Regions from separate parts of the Mus musculus genome. Here region 1 is linked to region 2. A link is a contact called in public Hi-C data. All regions are on one chromosome and are shown on one strand. Each heading gives the region's core, a stretch centred on a gene start, on an enhancer-like site or on the middle of the called end of the contact. The rest is flanking DNA. Distances are from core to core; before and after follow the strand shown.

Region 1 (5,993 bases), core at 1,220-3,719, 390 kb before region 2:
TGACTGGGGGAGCTATGAGTCAGGTGTCCTACCCCACAGTCTTAGTCTTAACTACAGATGTTTGAGAATGGAAAGTCCTCCCGTTCTTGGTGTCTGAAGACAGCCCTGCTGGGATACACCCCACCCCTAAACCTTGAATCACTTATTTTATGAAGAGGGTGTAAACAATTCTGTTCTGCACTGTAACAAAAGCTAGATCTCCTTGTGAAAATTTGCTGATGATGTCTGGCCAGATGGCTTTTACATCCTGCATTTCCGCCCTGTGCTGAGCTTTGATGATCCTCAGCTGCACAGGCCCCATGGTCTGCTTAACTTTTTCCCAGAGTGCTGTCAGCTGGGAAAAATGATTCCTTGTGGATTAAACACTGGACGAGTTATTTTATATAATTGTGTCCAGAGAGCAAATTTAAATGAACAAGAATAATGACTGAGCAAACCTTCATAAAGTTCAAATTTAGCATAGGATGACATGTTTTATATTTGTTGTTGTTCTTGCTGCTGCTGCTACTGCTGCTCAATGCCTTCTGCCAGTAGGATGGCTCAGTGGGTAACTGCACTTGCGGCCAAGCCTGATGACCCGAGCATCTGAATTCTATCCCTGGGAACCACATGATGGAAGGAGAGAACCAAAGCCCATAAGTTATCCTCTGACCTCCATACATCTAACATAGGACTCAGGCACACATGTGCTTGCACATGCACACACACACAAAACACAAAATTTAAGTTTTTAAAATTTCTCATCAAAAACTTGTGATTAAAGATAGTAAATATTTTATTTATTATAAATAAATATATGAAAACAAATATATTTTGTATGTATCCATAGGTCATACATGTGTTAGTTGGATAGGTGTTCTGCTTACATATATTTCCATGTGCCACTTGCATGCCTGGTGCCCATGAAGGACAGAAGAGGGCATTGGATTCCCTGGAAAAGTTATGGAATGAGGGTGCCATGAGGGTGCTAGGAATCAAATCTCAGTCTTCTGGGAAAGTTGCAAGCACTCTTAACAGCTGATCTATCACTCTAGCCCTAATATTTATTATCTTTATATTATGCATCATTAACAATAATTACTGATAGCTGACCTGTTTTATATATTCAATTAATGAATATGTATTGTTCATATGTAAATCTATCAACATAAGCGATTAATGTAATTGTTATATGCTTAGTGGCGGACAGGATAAATTGTTTTTAGAAATGTCTGTCTTTTAAAATCTTGTTCCTATTACTTTTTCTGCCCCAGGTATCAAGAGTCACTTTGTCACTTGAGCACAGTTAGCATGCGTTTTCAGGCAGCAGATGCCTGGTCTTACAACATTCTCTCTCCTCCCTGCTTTCTCCAGAATCATCAAGGAATGTTTTTAAATTCCAGAACTATTTCTCTCACCCATCCCACCCAGTTCCTTGGTCCTTGGGAGAGATGATGTCGTCTTCTATCATTTGCTGCTTCCTTGACTCTTTGTCCCCTGGGCACGTGCTGCTGTCTGCAGTGACGCATCACTTCCAAGAAGGGCCCTGAGTGCCATCTGGCTCCCACGGTGTAGCTAAAACCAGTGGGTATCAGTTCACAAGAAGTTCTTAAGAACTATGGGAGAAAACATCAGAATGTTTACACTCTGGGAACCATCCACATATCAGCACACACACAAATCATTGAAACCAGACTGAACAGGGTTGCTGTCTGTATTGTTACACCAAGTATCATACACTGATGATTCTACCATCCCTCCCTTCCTCTTCCCCTCCTTCCCTCCCTCTGTGTTCCTACCAAAAAAGAAAAAACAAACAAACAAACAAGACAATTATTTTAAGTTGCACCACAAAAGTAGGCTATCAACCCTTCCCAAAATAGGATAAAAATAGCTCTTTACATTTATTTATTCATATCTCTCTCTGTCTCTCTCCCCCCTCCTCTCCCTCCTTTTCCATTCCCCTCCCTCCCCTCCCTCCACTCTGCTCTCTCTTTCTTTCTTCTCTCTTCTCTCTTCTCTTCTCTTCTCCTCTCTTCTCTTCTCTTCTCTTCTCTTCTCTTCTCTTCTCTTCTCTTCTCTTCTCTTCTCTTCTCTTCTCTTCTCTTCTCTCCTCTCCTCTCCTCTCCTCTCCTCTCCTCTCCTCTCCTCTCCTCTCCTCTCCTCTCCTCTCCTCTCCCCTCCCCTCCCGCTCCCGCTCTTGCTCTGTCAGGGATGAACTCACTTCCTAGTCCTCATGAGGCAAATGCTCTACCACTGAGCCACATTCCCAACTACAGTGAACTCTAGTGTTTAAAGAGCCACATTTACTATCATCAGCATCTTTATTGCAGAAGGGGATACTGACCTCTCCATGAGTCTGCATCATCTCTACATCAGGAAAACAATGCTCAGCTTTGAAATAACATTGGCTCCCATCATGCTCCGTTCCACTCACACACCCACACATATTAAAGGCACTGCTGTTAAAAAATAGGGTCATGTGGCATACTGTTCAGCTAGACTAAGACTCCACTTCCTGATCGTGTGAGGCATGCCCTTGTCTTCCACCGAGGAATGTTTTGGCTCTAATTTCATTAATGCTACTAGGATTTGTCTGTTTCTAAGAAATATAAAACAAGAATCTTATGAATGCATTTCTGTGCCTCAGTTACAAAATGTCATCCTAACGATTTCATAAAGTGTTAGAAAATGTTGGGGGAAGCGTCAGGAGCAAACAAACTAATATCTAACAGCTGAAAAATCCTCTGTGTCTGCATTTCTGAATGTTTGACTCATGTGTGGAGGTTCTGGAAGATACTGATACTTGGAGACCATCTCTAACAGTTTTGCTTTCTGTGGTGAGGTGTGGTATGTCCCCAGCACCAGGGGTTCTGCACAAAGCTCCCTGGGCAATTCTATCTCAAGCTGAGACTGAGAAACCTCTGCAGGAGTGTGTGTGTGTGTGTGTGTGTGTGTGTGTGTGTGTGTGTGTGTGTGTGTGCTGGGTGCACATGGCTGTATGCATATGCATGCACTGCCTTTGTGTATTTGCATATGTATATATGTGCTTATGTGTGTATTTTTTTTTTCAGAATCTCATCAAAACTTACATTCCTTCCCTTGGAGTACTAAAAGACATTACCTCTTCGTGTGAGAAGAATATGCATTTGGTTGTAGATTTGAAAGTTCTATATATACCTGCTAGGAGTGTTTGGTTTATGCTACTGTTCAAGTCAGCTGTTTATGGGTTTCTTTCTTCTTGTCTTATTTATTTATTTTTAAAGATGTGTTTATGTATGTGAAAACTCTGTTTGCATATATGTCTATTTGCATATATGTCAGGCATATATTTGCCTGACAGAAGAGATCATCAGACAGAAGAGGGCATCATATCCCACTATAGATGGTTTTGAGCCACCATGTAGTTGCTGGGAATTGAACTCAGGACCTCTGAGGGAACAGCAACTGCTCTCAACTGCTAAGTCATCTCTCCAGTCTTTGTCTTATTATTGAAAGCATAGTTTTAAAGTCTCATACTTTATTACATTGACCTTAGTTTCTCTTTTTAGATACATCAATTATAACCTAGTCATATATATAATGTGTTTGCAGTTGAATGTGGAATATTTATATCATGCTAGGCATAATTATGACCTGGTTATTGTTGTTTCCGTAAATAAAGCATGACATAAGGAGATATAGTTTTATGTCAGCTTGACAAGGGACAGATTTGTAATGATGAATCTTCATTGTCAGTTTGACAACATCTGGATTAACTAAAAGCCCAAGTGGCTGGACACATCTGTGAAGGATTCTTCTTGATTGTATTATTTGAGATAGGCAAACCTACTCTAAATCTGGGCCACATCTTCTTATGGAATCCTATTTAAATAATGTGGAAGAAGAAAGCTTGTGCCCATTGCCCTCATTTAGTTGACAAATTCAAATATCATGTTGCTGAGGCATTCCTTCATGGGCATTAGATAGAGGCTACTTCATCAGTATCTGATGTACACTGAATACTACCTGAGACATTCAGCCTCATGGACTGGAAAACTACTGTATTGGGGCGTTCCATCAGGAGGGAGCCATCATTAGAATAATGGGACCAGAGCATTTAATTCACTTTAATAATAATTATATACTTCTGCATGGTCCTTGCTACTGGGCAGATCCCTAGTTGGTCTGCTCCCGTGAAGACTCCATATCACAATCCATCCTAGAGGACCCACTGCACTCAGAGCATTTGGTAAGAACCCACCCCCACCTCCAGTCGCAGAGGTACGGCTGGGAGCCTGGTGGACTCAGGACCCATCACCCACCAAAATCCCTGTCCTCCTGAATACCACTTCCCCTCCTTTCATCCCTTCTATCCCTTCTACCTGGTCCTTGCTGCTGGGGCAGATTCCTAGTTAGTCTGCTTCTGTGAAGACTCCATATCCTGATACACCCCAGAGGACACACTGCGCTCAGAGCAGTTGAGAAGTTGAAGACTCTGCACTCAGAGCAGTTGAGGATCTGCTGCACTCAGTGCAATTGGAAAACAGCTTGACTGCTCCAAGGAAGACCCAACAGTCTAAAGGTCTCCCAAGAGATCTACTGCAGCCAGGGCAACAGATCAGCAGCTTCCCTGCCACTGCAAAGAGCCCCCAGTTGAAAGGCCCCACAGGTGGTCTGATACAGTAAGGACCACATGCCTACCAGGAAACCTGAAGCAACCCAGGGACAAAAGAGGCAGATTCTATACAGTCACCCAGATCAACAAACATCAGGGATAACCAGATGGTGAAAGGCAAGTGCAAGACCGTAAGCAACAGAAGCCAAAATACATGGCCATCATCAGAACCCAGTTTTCCCACCACAGCAAGCCCTGAATACACCAACACACCAGAAAATCGGGAATCTGTACTAAAATCCTATCTCATGAAGATAATAGAGCCCTTTAAGGAGGCTATCAATAACTCATTGAAAGAAATAGAGGAAAACACAGGCAAACAGGTGAAGGAATTGAATAAAGCGATCCAAGACCTAAACATGGAAGTAGAAACAACAAAGAAAACACAAATGGAGGCAAACCTGGAAATGGAAAACCTAGGAAAGAGGTCAGGAATTACAAATGTAAGTATTACCAACAGAATACAAGAGATAGAAGAGGGAATCTAAGGTGTAGAAGATACAGTAGAAGAGATTGACACAACTGTCAAAGAAAATTCAAAACATAAAAAAAACTTCTAACCCAAAACATCCAGGAAATTCAGGATACAATGAAAAGACCAAATCTAAGGATAATCATAGTAGAGGAGAATGAAGATTCCCTGCTCAATGGACCTGAAAATGTCTTCAACAAAATGACAGAAGAAAACTTCCCCAACCTAAAGAAAATGATGGACATAAAGGTACAAGAAGCCGATAGAACACCAAATAAATGAGACCAGAAAAGAAAATCTTGTCACATAATTATCAAAACATTAAATGCATAGAGTAAAGAAAGAATATTAAAAGCTGCAAGGAAAAAAAGGCCAAGTAACATACAAAGGTAGACCTATCAGAATTACACCAGACTTCTCAACAGAGACTATGAAAGACAGAAGAGCCTGCTCAGAGGACATGCAGACTCTAAGAGAACACAAATGCCAGCCCAGGCTACTATACCCAGCAAAACTCTCAATCAACATAGATGGAGAAAACAAAATATTCCAATAAAAACCAAATTCATACAGTATCTATTTACCAAGCCAGCCCTACAGAGGATCCTGAAAGGAAAGCTTCAACACAAGGAAGATATCTGCACCAAAGAAAGGACAAGATATTAAGCATTTCACAACAAAGTCAAAAGTTGAGAGCCACAGCACATAAAACCACTTACAAAAACAAACAAGTCAGAAACCAACAGTCATATATGTTTAATGTCTCTCAATATTAATGGACTCAACTCACCTATAAAAAGACATAAGCTAACAGACTTGATATGCAAACAAAATCTAACATTTTGCTGCATACAAGAAACACACCTCAACAACAAAGACAGGCGC
Region 2 (6,248 bases), core at 2,421-4,920:
CATCCTTCTGAGTTCTGAAATCCCTAAGAGAAGAGTAGCCTTCTTTTCGTTTGTTTGTTTAAGACCCATTTATCTGACCCTTTGTTTTAGGCGTATGTGTACATTTCTTCAGACACACCAAAAGAGGGCATCAGATCCCATTACAGATGGCTGTGAACCACCATGTGGTTGCTGGGATTTGAACTCAAGACCTCTGGAAGAGCAGTCAGTGCTCTTAACCTCTGAGCCATCTCTCCAGCAATCCGACCCTTTGAAGCCAAGGTAAAATGAGATTTTAGGATAAGTGTATAAAAATCTCTCTTCAGAAGCCTCTGTCGCTCTGGCACAGGTCCACAGACAGGGGAACTGGGGTGGGGGTAGCTTGAGTGTGCTCTATAGCTCCCCCAACAGGAAGGAGCCAACGAGGTTCGGGGCGGGGACAGGAAGTTCCTATGACTCTATGGAGCTCCAGCCTCTGCAGTTGGCTCTGCAAATCCACAAAATATGCAATTCAAGGACACATCAATATCACATAAAATTCACCCGAGGCCCTTATAGAGAAACGCACGTTGTCTCTGCCCCTCTCCCACACCCCCTCCCATGGTCAGCCTCTGCAGGGCTCTCTCTCTCTCTCTCTCTCTCTCTCTCTCTCTCTCTCTCTCTCTCTCCCTCTCTCTCTCTCTCTCTCTGTTATGGGCTACAAAAGCAGACAGACATCGGGTTATGCTACACTGGACCGTAAGGATAGCTAGGCTTCTGAGGTTAGAAGTTAGGGGCTGTGATCTCAAGAACATGATAGAGGGCTAGAGAAGACAGCTGCAGCACCTAAAAAACAGCAGAGCTTCTGTGACAATGGCTGGGTCCCTACACAGCCTGGGGAATTGGGTCAGCGCCCTATAGAGGAAGAGAATGGAAACAGGGGTGGGGGTGGCCGGAGTGGGGTGGAGGAGGCATCTTCACTTGGACCTCACGAACTTAAGCACCAGTCTCTTCTCGGCATCAACTGGAAGGGAGAACAGAGGCTCTTTTCCAGTTCTGGTTCATTTCCTTCCCTCTGAGAGAGGCAAAGAAGTTGTCCTGATAGAAACGGCTTGATTTTGAATACTCTGCTAACCAGGCAAATGCAAGCATCCCTTCCATTTGATCTTAACAGTGAAGAAATTAGACGCCTTTGTTTTCACCTGCCATACCGAAAACCTTGCAATTCTTTGACTGTAGCCAAAAGGGCTTCTTATAATCCCCTTGCTTTAAGCTAAATAGACATCCTATTCTAGTTCCCGTATTCTCTGTGGTGACATCCTGTTCTAGCCCCTCCCCCACCCCCATTCTTCTCCGAGTTCCCTGACCACACAATGTCTAGAGCAAAAGAGCTGACAACATGGAAACCCAGTTTTACTTAGCTAGCTCAGCACTTTGACATTTTACACCTGCAATGTATGTTCGTTTTGATTAAATTAAATCAAATTAAAGTTGTACATACCCCTCCTTCAATGACCAATTTCTAAGAGAAAATATCTTTATTACAACTTTTTGCCTAATTTGGGCACCGTGAGTCATTGCTAGACCAATTAGCTTTTTTGTATATAGAGCTTATGAAGTAAACCAAAAATAGACAAAACATTATGATGTCTCTACAGAAGTCAAAGCTTTCTCACCTTCCAGGTCAGCGGCAAGAATGACAGAAGGGTCATGGGGCTTAGAAGGGTGTAACTGCTTCCTGCTGAAGAGGGTGGATTGTATTGTCTACTTTTCAGTGATTGCAGGTTAGATATCAGCTTCGACCGTGGTTTAAAGCCCGAAGATCTTCCTTGATTTCCTTGCCTGAAACTTCCTGACTTCAGCCAGATCACGAAGGTTCCAGATTTTGATTCTGAGATAATGGTGAATCTCTAAGAACAAAGAAAGGAAGGGACATTGTTTCTGTTCTATTGTCCGCGCAGCTGCGTTTATCAGGTTAAGACGCACAGATCATAAACGAAGGAGAAAAGACTGATACGATTTAGAATTCACATTTGCTAGGAGAGCATTTTCTCATCCATACGGATCGTAACCATTTCACATATGAACACATCATTGAAGAAATTGTCTATAGAATGGTTCTGTCCATTTATCCACGTTCTCACTAAGAGAAAAAAAAAACATGTTGTTTTGCTATAAAACTGTATCTGAATACAAATAGGGAAATACAGTCCTCAGAGGTTTCTGAACCCTTGCGAACTCGTCACGGACACACTGTTTTCTATGAGCACAAAGGTAAGATCGCCACCTTCTGGCTAGGTGCTCTAATAGCATCTTCTCATTGTGAAATTTCTAGTAACTTCCAAAATTTGAGTCTATACCGTTTTGATGAAGACTTTGAAGATTTCAGTCACTTGACGTCCAGTTTAAGTGGAAAAAGTCTCTTGTCTAAATGCTAAAAACACACAAAACATTACTCTAAAGATGTATTTGTTCTTCACACTACTGTTGCAGGAAATATTTTAAAATGCACCATCCCACACTATACCCAGCTACTCTGCCCATGTCTCTCCACCTCTAGCCTAGCCATGATGCAGTCTTCCCAGCTCTGGTTTATCTGCCTCAGAGCTGCCTGTACCTTCTCAGCCATCCACCCCCTGCGGCTAGTTGTCACAAATCCCCTTAGCCCAGTAAATCAAAACTCTAGAAGCTTAGAATTAGTCAGTCAGATTTATATATCAGTAAATTCTCAATTCACAAGATGCCCACACAGCAATTTCAGAGCCAACTGATAATGATACAAGCTGCCCACCTAGATTAGACAAGTTATCCCAATTATTCTATCCTTTTATGATATATTCATGGCTACCTGTGGCTATTTAACGCCACACTGAATCTAGAGCATCTTCCTCTTCCTCCGTTTTCCTTCCTTCTCTCTCCTCCTTGTCCTCTCTCTCTCTCCTCTCCTCCTTCTCCACCAAACTTTTCAGCTCCACCTTCCCTTCCACTGCCCAGTCACCGGCCCTAGCCTTTATTTTACCAGGTGGGGAGCAGGTTTACAAGAAGTCACTGGTGATACAACCATCATCCGCAGCCCCTCCTGGGGAAGCAGAATTAGCATCAAAATACAAACAGCACCAGGACTATCCACAACACACCACAACAGTGAAGGTGTCAAAAGCCAAAGGTATTTTCTCTAAGTGTTCCTTAAGAAGCTAAGGACAATGGAGATGATTCACTGTGTAAAATACTTGTTGGGCCAACATGATGGCCTGAGCTTGGGTCTCCAGCACCTACAAAAGTCTTGGTATGGCAGAGTAGACATGTAATTCAAGCAGTGGGGAGGCAGAGACAGGCAAATGCATGGAGCTCATTGGCCAAACAGCCTAGTTAAAGAGAGCTCTAGTTTTGGAAGAAACCCTGCCTCTGATAATAAAGTAGACAGCAACTGAGAAAGACACTCCACTGACATCACTGACCCAGTCTTCGTCTGCGCATACACACAGGCAGATGCTGGCAGATGTGGGGCGTTTGTATTCTAAACATAGTGTCAATTATCAAATTTCCTTAGTTTAACAGTTGCAACCTGAGCGGCAACTCCACCAACAGGGATCAGTTGGTGAATTTAAAAACAAAGAAAAAGAAAGAACTTGGATGAAAAGTCCAACCCCAGATTCAAGCATAATTCTCCGCCCTAATCGGACTCCAACCAGCAGAGTTAAGTCCAGCCGAAACCATTTCCTGTGAGACTTCACAGGAGTCCTGTGACATCACCATTTCAGCCACCAGGAACACTTTGAGTTTCCTACTCCCCCGAAAAAACTCCTTCATACAAAACTCCCTTTTAAGGGCAATCTCCCTGTCTCTGGATTTGCCCAGAAAACGTATCACAAAAAAGCAGATTTTTTTTTTTAATTTACTTTCTTAGTCAATTAAATCTGAGGCAATTCCAGGACAACTCACTCCACTGGCAGAATGTTGCTCAGCATGATCCTACGGAGGTGTGGGAGACAAGTGGAATAATCTTATACAATCTTGTTTCTTTTTCCTATACTTTATTTATTAGCAGTTTACGTTTGCATGTGTAAAGGTGTCTATATCCCACACTCCACATCTGGAGGTCAGAGGACAGACTTACAGAGCCGGTCTGTCCTTCCTTCCACCTTGGGTTCTGGGGATGAACTCGGGTTGTTAGACCTATGCAGCTTGTGTTGTGACCACTGAGCAATCTCTTATGGTCCTCTGTTGTGGTTTCTTGGAAGGGGGTCTCACTCTACAGTCCTGGCTCACCAAGGACTCAGTCTGTAGCCCACAGTGTCTTTGAACTCACAGCCATCCTCCTGCCTCACACTCTCAAGTGCTGGGATTATAGATAGGCACATCACACCCAGATGTAATATCACTGCTATTTATGCAAAAGGTCACATAAAGTCCAGTTTGTAGAGAGTGTGTACCTAGAGAAACATAACTGCTCCAGAGAGATGAGTTTCAGTATTGCCAAGAAGCCAGGAAACAGCAGCACCATCCTTGGAGAGCTTGCTGACTCTTTGCCTAGTAAGACAATGAAAATATTATGACAGCTTGCTGAGTCTTGGCCTCAAAGGTATTATTTTCTCAGGAGATAATTCTGCAGAATTATATGGAAAAGTCAACCATTGAAATCGTAAGTCAGATAGCTGATGTGTTCTAAGTGAGCTCAGACATCAGCAGAGGCAAAGAATGTGTAGAAGAAAGCAGAGCTCTCCCCGGTCTTCTGCTCAAAGATGACATTGACCGTTGTTGCTTATGTGCGAATGTGAATACAAACAAGTAAGTTATACAGTAGGTTAGCCACTTTGTGTGCCAAAATACTAACAGCAAGGCTGTGACGCTGTCCCACAGCCACCAGAGTGCAGAGAACCACCAATCACGAGTTTCCACCAAGTTACTCACAACAATCAATGTGGAGGGCAAGAGGCCCTGTAAGCAAGCCACTCTGTCCTGGAGACACCACAAGTCATCTATGGTAAAAGGCACTCAGACCTAGGGCTAGTTCAGATTTGTGTTGTATCTCAGGTTAAAATACTGCCCACATATATCACTTCCTATTTTTTCAGGGCACTCTGGGCACACAGGCAGTTCTAAACTTGAGGTCATTCACTTGTTGTTCTACAGATAGGAAATAGCTCCTAGGTTCTCCATTAAAAAACTTTTTATACTGAGTCTAAAAACCCACAATACCCTCTTGAACAGATATTAGCAAATGTGGTGCTATGAACAATGGGGACCAAGATGCTGAGGTCTGCTAGAAGTACCACATAGCTCACACGGCTGGCATGGCCTGCCAGAGCAAGTGACAATACACAGGTGCTATTACAGGCTTTTCTCCAAACACTGAGGGGTACCAGCAGGAGATAAAGAATAGTGTGACATAATCAAACTTGCTTTTTTGGTTTTTTGTTTGTTTGATTTTTTTCCTCTGTATGTACACAAGTCCATGTGTGTACATTTACATGTGCATATATATATTGGGATATACATATATACATACATATGCATATACATATATGTATGAGAATTTATTAAAATGGTATACAGGCTGTGGTCCAGTTAATCCAACAATGGCTGGATATGAACAGAAGGTCCAGTAGTTGCTCATTCCCCAAGGCTGGATGTCTTAGCTGGCTTTCAGTAGATGCTGGAATCCCATCCCAAAGGAGTAGGCTCTAATGCCAGTGAAGGAATGGACTTGATAGCAAGGCAGAGCAAGCAGGCAGAAAGCAAAAAGTTCCCTTCTTCCATGTCCTTACATAGGCTTCCAGCAGAAGGTGTGGCCCAAATTAAAAGTTTGTCTTCCTGCCTCAAGATCCAGATGAAAGGGGTGACCTTTAACAGCTCGGATGATCTGCACTAAAGGTCTATTTTCCTACCTCAAAGATCCAGATTAGAAGTGGATCAAATTAGGAGAAAATCCTTCACAGGCTGCCCTCCATGTTTTAGGTTTTAGGTCTAGATGTAGTCAAGTTGACAACCAAGAATAGTCACCAGAGTGTGTATGCATGTGGAGCCACCACAGTTTGTATGCATGTACAGGTCAGAAAGCAACCTCCGATGTAGTCCCTTGGGCAGTATCCACTGTTTTAAATATACAGAGTCTCTCAGCAGCCTGACAATCACCAAGTAAACTCAACTGGCCAGCAAGCCCCACTGATCAGCTGTTTCTACCTCCTTGGTGCTGGGGATGACAAGCTTGTGTCACCACATCTGGGGATCTTATTTTTTACCATGGCTTCCAGTATCAACATGGCAAGAGCTTAATGAACTCCGGCCTC

The links. A called contact is a pair of places that touch in the nucleus more often than the background predicts.
Region 1: a contact with region 2 is called in a Hi-C map of uterus, with 2.5 times the contacts expected there. The contact joins two enhancer-like sites. A contact is called at or near these places in 8 of 484 Hi-C or Micro-C datasets (adipose-derived mesenchymal stem cells, cerebellum, embryonic fibroblasts and 3 more), 1 of 115 datasets of contacts at active chromatin or transcription factors (trophoblast stem cells) and 1 of 9 other capture datasets (embryonic stem cells).

The regions. Positions count from the first base shown.
Region 1 is chr6:141,156,072-141,162,064 of GRCm38.p6, reverse strand. No RefSeq gene overlaps it. Among named protein-coding and RNA genes, the nearest start is that of Pde3a, 90 kb to the left of the region's middle. Within about 2 kb of position 2,469, at least 10 of the 459 cell types and tissues checked have an H3K27ac peak or open chromatin away from gene starts, as enhancers often do. A contact at or near this core is called in uterus, where this site is marked.
Region 2 is chr6:140,762,518-140,768,765 of GRCm38.p6, reverse strand. Gm30215 (a long non-coding RNA gene) reads right to left here. Exons shown (of 10, transcript XR_003956541.1): 5 at 1,635-1,868. Among named protein-coding and RNA genes, the nearest start is that of Gm30215, 85 kb to the right of the region's middle. Within about 2 kb of position 3,670, at least 9 of the 459 cell types and tissues checked have an H3K27ac peak or open chromatin away from gene starts, as enhancers often do. A contact at or near this core is called in uterus, where this site is marked.